3 separate regions of the Mus musculus genome follow, and all the other regions are linked to region 3. Evidence: chromatin contacts called from public Hi-C data. All regions are on one chromosome and are shown on one strand. The core of a region is the stretch at or near the end of the contact, and the rest is flanking DNA. Distances in the headings are between cores, read along the strand shown. Region 1 holds the start of Cct7 (chaperonin containing Tcp1, subunit 7 (eta)). Region 2 holds the start of Rbsn (rabenosyn, RAB effector). Region 3 holds the start of Abtb1 (ankyrin repeat and BTB (POZ) domain containing 1).

Region 1 (2,945 bases), core at 96-2,595, 3.4 Mb before region 3:
GCATCAGATCCCCATTACAAATGGTTGTGAGCCACCATGTGGTTGCTGGGACTTGAACTCAGGACCTCTGGAAGAGCAGTCAGTGCTCTTAACCACTGAACCACCTCTCCAGCCTTAAGTATGTGGCTTTATACAGAGATGAATCTCCAGTGCCTAGGACACAGTGGCTGCTCAGTAAAGGTTACTAAACAAAGAACTCTGCCCAGCTCTGCTGTCCTGAACAAGAGAATGGCCAAAAAAACCACGAGAGCTTTGCTAGGATATTTTTTCTCAGTTGGATTTGAGTCCCTGGATTCTTTAAACTTGCCAGAAAGGCAAGTAAATGTTGATGGATGGAAGCTCAGGTCTGTTAGTCAATCCAATTGCTGTGTCTATAATTGATCCTGTCTATGGTCCAAATTACAGCTCAGACAGAGCTAAGGGGGCTTGCAGCTTTTTGTCCTGAGTGTAGGTACACTTCATCAGATGGATAACCCCCCCCCCCCCCCAGGAAGCCTTCTGGATTAACACCAGGCAACCCTTTCCACAAGCACACCCCTGTCTGGCATTTGATGTGCTTATCTAATAAGCTTCGGGTATATGCATGTGTTCACTTAACGCGTAGGTGTGTACATTTATGTTCGAGTTGTGTAAGTGGGTGCCTGTGCGTGTGAGCCCATATGTGTGTTCCTGCCTATAAGAACGCTCACATCCTCCGTTCTGGATCTCTAGCTGTCACCAGGGTCGCCTTCAGTGGGAGGAAAGCTGAAAGCTCTTGTTTCGACGGGGAGGGGTGGGGTTGTCAGGTTGTGCCTACTCACTGACCCGGGAACCAGCATCCACCCGCTGCAGCCGTCTAGTCCCTGGATCTGGGCGGCCCAAACTCGCGGGGTCCCCAAGGTGACCCGTGGCCCCCAGCCCGGGAAGCGCGCACGCTGGATTCCCGCCCCGCCCGCCTGTCCGTCGCCGCTCACCGTGGGCCGCGACGCACGTGGGCAGCCAGAGCACGAGACAGCACCAGCCCGCGGCGCCACGGCTCATCTCCAGGGCCCGTCCCGCCGCCGCCGCCGCCGCCGTCCCGCCGCGATCCCTCGCCCGACTTTAGCCTGACAGCTGCCACGGCCTCCCTCAGGCCCGCTCTCCGCGCCGGTTGGAGCACAGAACGGAGGCCAGCGGCTGATTGGCCGCCACGCCTGTTCGTGTGGCCGCACTTTCCTCCTCTGCGCCCTAGGCCACTTCCTATTGGCCAGGAGAAGTGGAACCGGGCGCTGATTGGCCAAAACTCTTAATAGCAACTGCAGTTCGCGGCCCCGCCCCCGCACTCCTCCTTATAGACGCGCCTCCCGGAACCTGCGGTGGGCGGCTCGCGGGGTTGCGCGGGATCCACGGCTCTCCTCCCCAGGCAGAGACGGGCCTCGCGCGAAGGGGCAGGCGGCACGGCGCCGCCTCGGCCGATAAGGGGCGCTACAGAGCTAGAAGCCGACCCGAGCAAATTTCCTGCGCCCGAGCGGGCCGCGCACCTGTGACCCGGGACACTGTTCCCAACTTCCCAAGCTACCTGTGAAACTCACGGAGCTCCCTCGCCACGGAGCTGAGCAGGTGCAGTGAGATCACTCACCTAAGGTGCTTCTCCTAGCCGGTGTTCAGTACTGATAGCTCATTGCACGTCTACCATGGCGTCTGGGAGCGCGGGCTGAGGCGGGACCTTACCGCACCTTACAAACCAAAAGCACTGCGAGACTCGATGACCCCCGCCAAAGCTAACGCGAGTTCCTAGAGCGTCCCTGGACCTCCGACTCCTCTAGCCGGCTACCTCGGGAGCTAACCATAGAGTGGCGGAAGTGGTCCGGCCCCTTCCTCTCCCGGGCTAACGTCTCGCCAGAAGCTTCTGGGCATTTCTCCGGCGCGGAGCATTGTGGGCTTGGGTGGGCGGCCCCGAGGCGGACAACTGACGAGTTGCGGGTACCTGAAGCCGCTTCCAAGATGATGGTGAGTGTCTCTCCGCGCATCCGCTGCCATCCACGACCCTGCGGCCCTGGCCCGCCATGCGGAGTGTCTACAGTGGCTCGTTTCCGCTCCCCGGCCGGAGGCGGCCTTGATCCAAAACTGAAGCTGTTGGCGAGAGCCGAATGGGGCTCGCGATGCCGCTGGGCCTGGAAACCATGGATCTCATGGTGCTTGGGACCACAGACCTCTTGTTCAGCCTGTTCCCCGTAATGGAGGCTTGGGTTTTCGGAACCGAGTGTGTGTTGAGCTCTGTACCTCTACCATAAGGCCGGGTTACATCGCCCTGGGAGGTGCGGAAGTGAAGGCGCGAGCTTCTAGGCGCACAGAGGCAGCGTGAGGGTCTTTAGGTTGGGCCAAGTGACGCCCTGCCTGGCATTGTGGTCGTTTACGTTCCCGCATGTGGAAAGACAGAATCCTTCGTTCCTGTTGGAACCTGTTCGTTGGGGGCATTTTTAGTTCTCCCGAATGTACTTGGTGCTGGAAAAGGGCAATTGATGTACACAGTACCAAAGATGGGACGACCTGAGTACTTTAGGCAGGAGAGTCTCTTAAAGGTCTGCCTGTAATCCTCCTGCATCACCCTTTATCCCCGACAGCGTCAGATACCTCCCCTGTTCCCCTGTGATAAACCTGAGTTGTTAGTGAGCAATGTCAACTTCCAAGACAGAATCCTGTGCGTTTGGCATCAGCACACTCGTTAAGTTTTGCTTTTTAGTGTCAATCCTTTGTCTGCCTTTTGCAGCTTCTTCCTATGCGTAGATGCCAGACAGACTTGGAAACCTGTAAGGTCCTCCCTCTGCTACCAAATTACAGCTTCTCCTCCGAAGGAGTCCCTACAGAAGCATGTCCATGCTCCCTGACCCCTAGCGCTTGAAATTGATTTGGTCGGCGAAGACCAGAGCTGAGGCATAAATCCATGAGTCATATGTGCTGCAGTAAAATATGCATCATTGCTGCTG
Region 2 (2,947 bases), core at 309-2,808, 3.4 Mb after region 3:
CTTATCAGTGCAGCTTGATAATATGTTCCAGCACTTTGAAAAGTCTGAGGCAGAAGATCCTCACTTGAATCTATGATTTCAAAACCAGTTTGGCCAACATAGCAAACTGTCGCTTAGTTTAGATGAATGGATGGATAAAATTAGTGAAAATTATATTTTGCATTTACAGTGAGTTGATGTGTTTACTAGATTTTATAAATTAGAACAGTGGGGCAGCAGGTCTGATGTTCTCTGCCCTTCAACAGAAAAATCTGATACTTAAACATTTCAGGGCTTAATAACTTACATTTTCTGTCTTATTGGACTACAGCAAAGTCACTGTTGATGTGACCCTGAAAGACTCCTAACCATTGAGAACAAGGATAAAATCATTTCACAGAAGCAAAGAAATCTGTTTCCAAGACTTTAGAGGCCACATATCACAGCACAGAGTGGGAGTTTGTGTAGCTAGAATTGTGGTGTGCTGCAGAGGGCACAGAGGAGGGTACCATCTGGTCCTCAAAGGTGAAGGGTGACAGCAACTCAGAAAATAAATTAAACAGGACGCTAGGTGCCTGTTATTTCCTTTAATTAAGAAATTTGACAGGCGTGGGAGGCAGAAGCAGACAGATACCTGTGAGTTTGAGGCCAGCCTGGTTTACATGTCAAGTTCCAGGCCAGACATAGATACATAGTGAGACCCTTGTCTTGAGATTAAATAAATAAATCGAGAGACTACACACATGCAGACCCATCCCGGAAAGCATCTGAGGCATCACTTAAACAGCCAGCCTCAGGTCCGACCGGTTCTCTCCCCAGCCAGTGGCTGACAGGATCCTCTGGGTGTGACAGCTGCCTCCTCCCCGCCTGCAACTCATCCTGAAGAAAAAGTCAAACAGAAGTCGTCCCCGTGCACCCTGGCCACACATCGCAGCTCAGTTCTCACCCTGGAGAAACGCCCCTTACTCAAGGCAGGCTCCCTCCAGGATGCCTTCACAGCAGCTGCCTGGGGTGCCATAGCCTATACACAAGTGAAGTGACTAACACAAGACAGCAGCCGGGAAGGAGAGCCTGGGATTTTCGCCATCACCACGAGAACTCGGAGAGCGGGATAATAGGGTTCCGCGAATGAAGTGGGGGACCTTAACATAAAGTCACTTAATTAGGTGCCACCACAAACCACCGCAATTGATGCCGCAACCAGAAGGCCAGTTGTGCAAACTCTCGCCTCCAGACTGGATTGAAAAACCCAGCCGGGGGGCTCTGTAGAGATCCGCACGGCCACGCGCACCCGCGGGACGCGACTCTGCGGGACATCACGCAACACGTCACGGCGCGGGCAGAGACCCGCGCGGCGCCGAGGCCCGCAAAGCCTCATCTCCCGACCGCATCGTCATCTCAAACCACACGTCACACCCACCTCAGCCACCGCCGCGCTCTCTGCGACACCCTTTCTCACTCCCTGCGGCTTCCGACAGGCAGTCGGCAGCCTGCCTTTCCACCTCGGGTTCTGACTGCCGGCCTACGAGGTTCCTCAGAGACCAGTGGCAGCCATCGCCATCAGTGGCTCGGCGCTCGACAGGCGCGCCGGGCAGAAACCGGAAGACAGACTGACACGCGGCGGTCGAGCGCCGAGTCCTCGAGCGCACTGAACCTGGAAGAGGATGCTGCGCAGGCGCTGCCGCAACGGGGCGGGCCCAGTAGGAGGAGGTAAACTGCGAAGTTCTCTCAGGTCCTAGCAACACATCGATGTGAAACCCTACACTCGCCCTTCACTCACCCTATAGGTGGGGAAACTGAGACTTTGGCTCTTAAATAATGTGCCTGCAGCGCTAACATTATTTAGAGACCGTTAAAAAGTTTCTGAGATTTTTGCATAAATGCCTTAATACAGCGGTTGTTCTTCCAAAGGACCCAGGTTTGAAAAACTGCTTGTCTGCTACCTATATGCTCTCTTCTGGAGTCCATGGGCACTGCACATGTGGTGCACAGACATGCAGGCAAAACACACATACAAAATTTTGTTTTTTTACTTTTTTGTTGTTGTTGTTAAAAAAAAGTTTCTGAGTGCGAGAGACTAAGTTATGTTCAGCACATTGAGGAGACAGAAAGACGTGGAAATTGAGCCAAAGAAAGTAGAGACGTTGAGGAGTCGTGTCAGGGATTGGAAGTTGGCTCAATTGATCCTGGTTGGGACTCAATTTCCACCACACACCCATGCCTGTAACACCAATACTCTAAGGATGGAGGCAGGAGGACCAAAAATTTAAGTTAATTTTCAATTACATAGCAAGTTCAAGGCCATACTGGGATACATGAAACTCCATCTCAAAAAAGCATAAAAAAGTATGAGGGTAGCTAGATCTCTGCAAAATAAGTGGCATTTATGTATGAGTCAGGGTTCTCTAGAGTCACAGAACTCTATAGTCTATATAGTAAGGGAATTGGTGGATGACTTACAGTCTGTAGTCCAATTCCCAACAATGGTCAGCAGCAGCTGTGAATGGAAGTCCAAGGATCTAGCAGTCACTCAGTCCCACAAGGCAAGCAGTTGAAGAAGAGAGTGTCAATCTTCCTTCTTCCAATGTCCTTATATAGGTCTCCAGCAAAAGGTGTGGCCCAGATTAAAGGTGTCTGCCACCACACCTTTAATCCCAGATAACCTTGACTTGGAGATCTTCCTGTCTTAATCTTCTGGAATTCATAGCCACTGTGCCTCAAGATCTCCATGCCAAGATTCAGGTCAGAAACTTCTATCTCAGCCTCCAGATTAGGATCACTGGTGAGCCTCCCAATTCTGGATTGTAGTTCATCCAGATATAGTCAAGTTGACAACCAGGAATAGCCCCTGCAATTTACAAAAGACAGTATGGCAGATCAGTCATGTCTGAACCTAGCTGTACCATGCAACAACCACAGGGTACAGAGACAGACCCATCTGTTATTGAGGTCTGTTTGCTTTATAGCC
Region 3 (3,068 bases), core at 36-2,535:
GTGCATACAAACATGGAGCAAGGTCTCAGAGCTTACAGGCAGACCCTGACCCTCTCTCACCATTAGCCAACAGGTAGCGCACCAACTCCTCATGCCCACAGAGGCAGGCATAGTACCTAGGAAAGGGGGAAGCTGTCAGTAGGGTAGGCCCACCCTGCCCACCCAGCTACCCCACCGCTCACACTCACAAAGGGGTGCTGTCCCACTTATCCCGCACGTTCACCTCCACGTCTCGCTGCTCCAGCAGGTACCTGGGCAGGAAGTTCAAAGCCTGGGTCAGAATTGCTTCTCATCTGGGAGAGAGACAACCAGGAAGGGGAAGGAGGCCACATCTCTCTGGGCTAGGGAATGCCTCTGAGAAGGGTAAGGCCTGGGACTACACAGGTCTGCAAGGGTCTGCAACTGTGAGTTGGGTGATGGCTTCATGGACAGAGGCCAAGCCCCAGGTTCAGAAGGCTGAGAATTTGGTCTTTTAATATCTGGGAGAGAGAAGGTGATGGGGCCCCTAATTCAGCCTGGGGAGCCAATGGCAGGGAAGTCAGAAGAAAGCTGATGCAGGCACTGGGGGCGGGGAAGGAGGGGAACAGAACAGATCTATGGAAGAAGTGGAAAAAACAATTGATAAAATGTTGAGGAGAAGAGGTCATGAACCAGAAAGCGATCACTGGGACATGGCAGCCCAAGGAGGCTATCTGAGGCAAGACCTGAACTCTCAGAGCTGCATTCAAATTGAGGGACGGATCATTAACTCTGAGGTGGCATCTGGTGTCGGAGAGAGCTGCAGCTTGGTCACATCTGTTGAGGACCAGGGGACTTGGAAGGAAGGGCCATGGGAGAAAGGAGTCTATCAAAGAAAAGGGTCAGGATCCTTCTCTTCCCTGCCTGCCCACGGAGATCACGGTCTCGGCGCCAGGCTGGTAACTGGCTGCACCAGCGGCGCCTGCGCCTCTTGGAACCTCCACGGAGAGGAGTCGTTTCCCTGCACCGAGCTAAGTAAGGGACCTAGAGCCCGATCTCCCTGACTCGGTCAGCTTCGGGAGCCCCACGGCGCCCAACCCCACACCCGTGCCCGATAAGCCCTGCGGACGCCTGCCCGCCTCCTGCACTTCAGGTTCTCACCGCACACGGCCCACGTCCCCTTTCCTGCAGCTGGCAAACAAGTCGCTGGTATCCATGGCGAAAGAGACTGGACCCCCGGCCGAGTGATCTCGGGAGTCGTCTGTGCCCGGCCGGATGTAAACACTCACCGCCCCGCCCCTCGCGGCACGGCCTAGCTATGCCCGCCTGCGACTCCGCAGCGGCGCCTGCCGCCCGGAGGACCGTCCGGCCCGAACCCCGCCCTCGCATCCAGAAGGCCGCTCCCCAAGGCCGCACCCAGTAACCTTAACCACGCCCACTTAGCCTCTGGGGACTTCTAGCCTTCACCCCGCCCACCCGTCTAGAGGACAACTCAATTCCCCCAGGTTCCGCCCACTCGCCCGAAGAATAGCTCACTACCAAGACCCCGCCTCCTCAGAAGAGCTTCACCGGAAGAGCAGTTCGCTGCAGGCCCCGCCCACATTTCTTGGGATCCGTTCTGAAAACAGCACCTCCCACAGGCTTGGAACGCTTGTCAGTCCTGAGTCTAGCTCGGTTCAGGTCCCGCACATCAGGCCGAGGCCTCGCCCACCAGGACTTTTCCCAGCCTACTTCAGGCTCAGCCCACCCGGCCTGGTTCCACCCAGATGACCTTATACTCCCTACCCTCCGCCCACATATCCCTAACCACGCCCACAAACTCCATGAAATTCCCAGCCCACCCGTCCTTGGCCACGCCCAGCCAGCCTCCCTTGCCCCACCTACTCCTCCAGGCCCATCCCACCCACTCCCCGGAGTGCAGCCCTCGGAAGGCAAAAAACAGGCGTGGAGGCGGAGCGGCCCGCGCGTCTTAGCGGCTTTAATGGAGTCCTGGCGCGGGGAGCGCGCTGGCCTCGGGCAAGCGCTCGGGGCCGGGCAGGGCGGGGTGGGAGCTGCGCCGCGGTCGCCTGCTGCGGTGGGGAAGCATAGTGGTCCGCGTGGAGGACCGGGAGGGGCGCGGGGCCGTGGCGTCGGGCAGTCTCGCGCCCGTGGCCCGGCGCTCACAGGTGAGTGTCCTCCTCGAACACGTCCGAGTCCTCAGGGTCGCGTTTGCTGCCCATGAGCGCGCTCCAGCTGCTCGGGCCGTTGATGGCCCCACCGTTCAGGCTGGGCTGCTTCTCCTGCATCTCCGACTGGCTGTCGCTGGCCACGTCCAGCGTGGGATTGTCGTGGCAGCCGTTCTCCACGAAGCGCAGCTCCTCACCGTGCGACTGCAGCAGCAGGAGAGAGCGCTAGGCGCGCACAGTGGTTGGCCACGCCAAGCCCCCAGGGTACTACTCCCTTGGGGCCCAGGATACAAGTGCCTGCAACTCAAACCTAAACCTCTGCAGGTAAACCCTGTGACCCCCTTGGTGTCACTTGATCCCTTCCAACAGCGCATTATACATGAGACAGCCCACTCAAAGCATACGAGATAGGGCAGAATGTGCAGGGCCTGCCCCCTTTCTCTTGTGCAGGTTGCAGGAGCCTTTGGCTTCTAGGACTGAGGGGAGCAGCTGCTCTCAAGCCTTGCAGAATGGGGCACTGGGGTTAGGAAGAGCTGGAGGAGAGGAGGGATCCCTTGGTGAGACTTAACTCCCCCTCACTGTGTATCTCCTCGAAGACCAGGCTCAGAGAGGGTAGATGGTGGCACTGAGCACAACTGAGTTGGTACAGGTTTCTAGGTGAGGCTCTTGGGTAGCACTGGGTGATACTAGCCACACTCTGCCCTACAGTCCTAAGCCCTCCCTGGCCTACTCACCACGTGTTTGAGCTTGGGCATCCGGCGCTGCCAACAATTGTAGAGTAGGCCAAGCACAATGATGATGAAGCAGATGACACCAATGATCACCAGCACTACAAAGAGCGTCCCGTAGTCACTGCGCACCTGGGTGGCTCGTGCCTGGCAGCTGCTGGTGGTGGAGTAGTTCTGGATGCCAATCTAAGAGTGGGGGTATCAGGAAAGCCCTAAG

What was found. Hi-C and Micro-C count contacts between places; a contact is called where the count stands out from the background.
Region 1: a contact with region 3 is called in a Hi-C map of regulatory T cells, with 10 times the contacts expected there. The contact joins the promoter of Cct7 here to the promoter of Abtb1 in region 3. A contact is called at or near these places in 2 of 39 promoter capture datasets (liver and pre-B cells), 9 of 484 Hi-C or Micro-C datasets (CD4 T cells, CD8 T cells, memory CD8 T cells and 4 more) and 1 of 9 other capture datasets (liver).
Region 2: a contact with region 3 is called in a Hi-C map of CD8 T cells, with 7 times the contacts expected there. The contact joins the promoter of Rbsn here to the promoter of Abtb1 in region 3. A contact is called at or near these places in 2 of 484 Hi-C or Micro-C datasets (CD4 T cells and CD8 T cells).

What each region holds. Positions count from the first base shown.
Region 1 is chr6:85,450,160-85,453,104 of GRCm38.p6, forward strand. It overlaps Cct7 (chaperonin containing Tcp1, subunit 7 (eta)), which reads left to right and starts at 1,346. Exons shown (of 12, transcript NM_007638.4): 1 at 1,346-1,968. The coding sequence starts at 1,963. It overlaps Pradc1 (protease-associated domain containing 1), which reads right to left and starts at 1,143. Exons shown (of 5, transcript NM_001163427.1): 1 at 954-1,143. The coding sequence starts at 1,020.
Region 2 is chr6:92,213,312-92,216,258 of GRCm38.p6, forward strand. Rbsn (rabenosyn, RAB effector) reads right to left here and starts at 1,559. Exons shown (of 12, transcript NM_030081.3): 1 at 1,400-1,559.
Region 3 is chr6:88,840,650-88,843,717 of GRCm38.p6, forward strand. Abtb1 (ankyrin repeat and BTB (POZ) domain containing 1) reads right to left here and starts at 1,286. Exons shown (of 12, transcript NM_030251.3): 1 at 1,120-1,286; 2 at 189-251; 3 at 61-116. The coding sequence starts at 1,175. It overlaps Podxl2 (podocalyxin-like 2), which reads right to left. Exons shown (of 8, transcript NM_001347327.2): 7 at 2,858-3,037; 8 at 1,908-2,327. The coding sequence ends at 2,118. It overlaps Gm15612 (predicted gene 15612), which reads left to right and starts at 2,205. Exons shown (of 3, transcript NR_045880.1): 1 at 2,205-2,447; 2 at 2,832-3,068.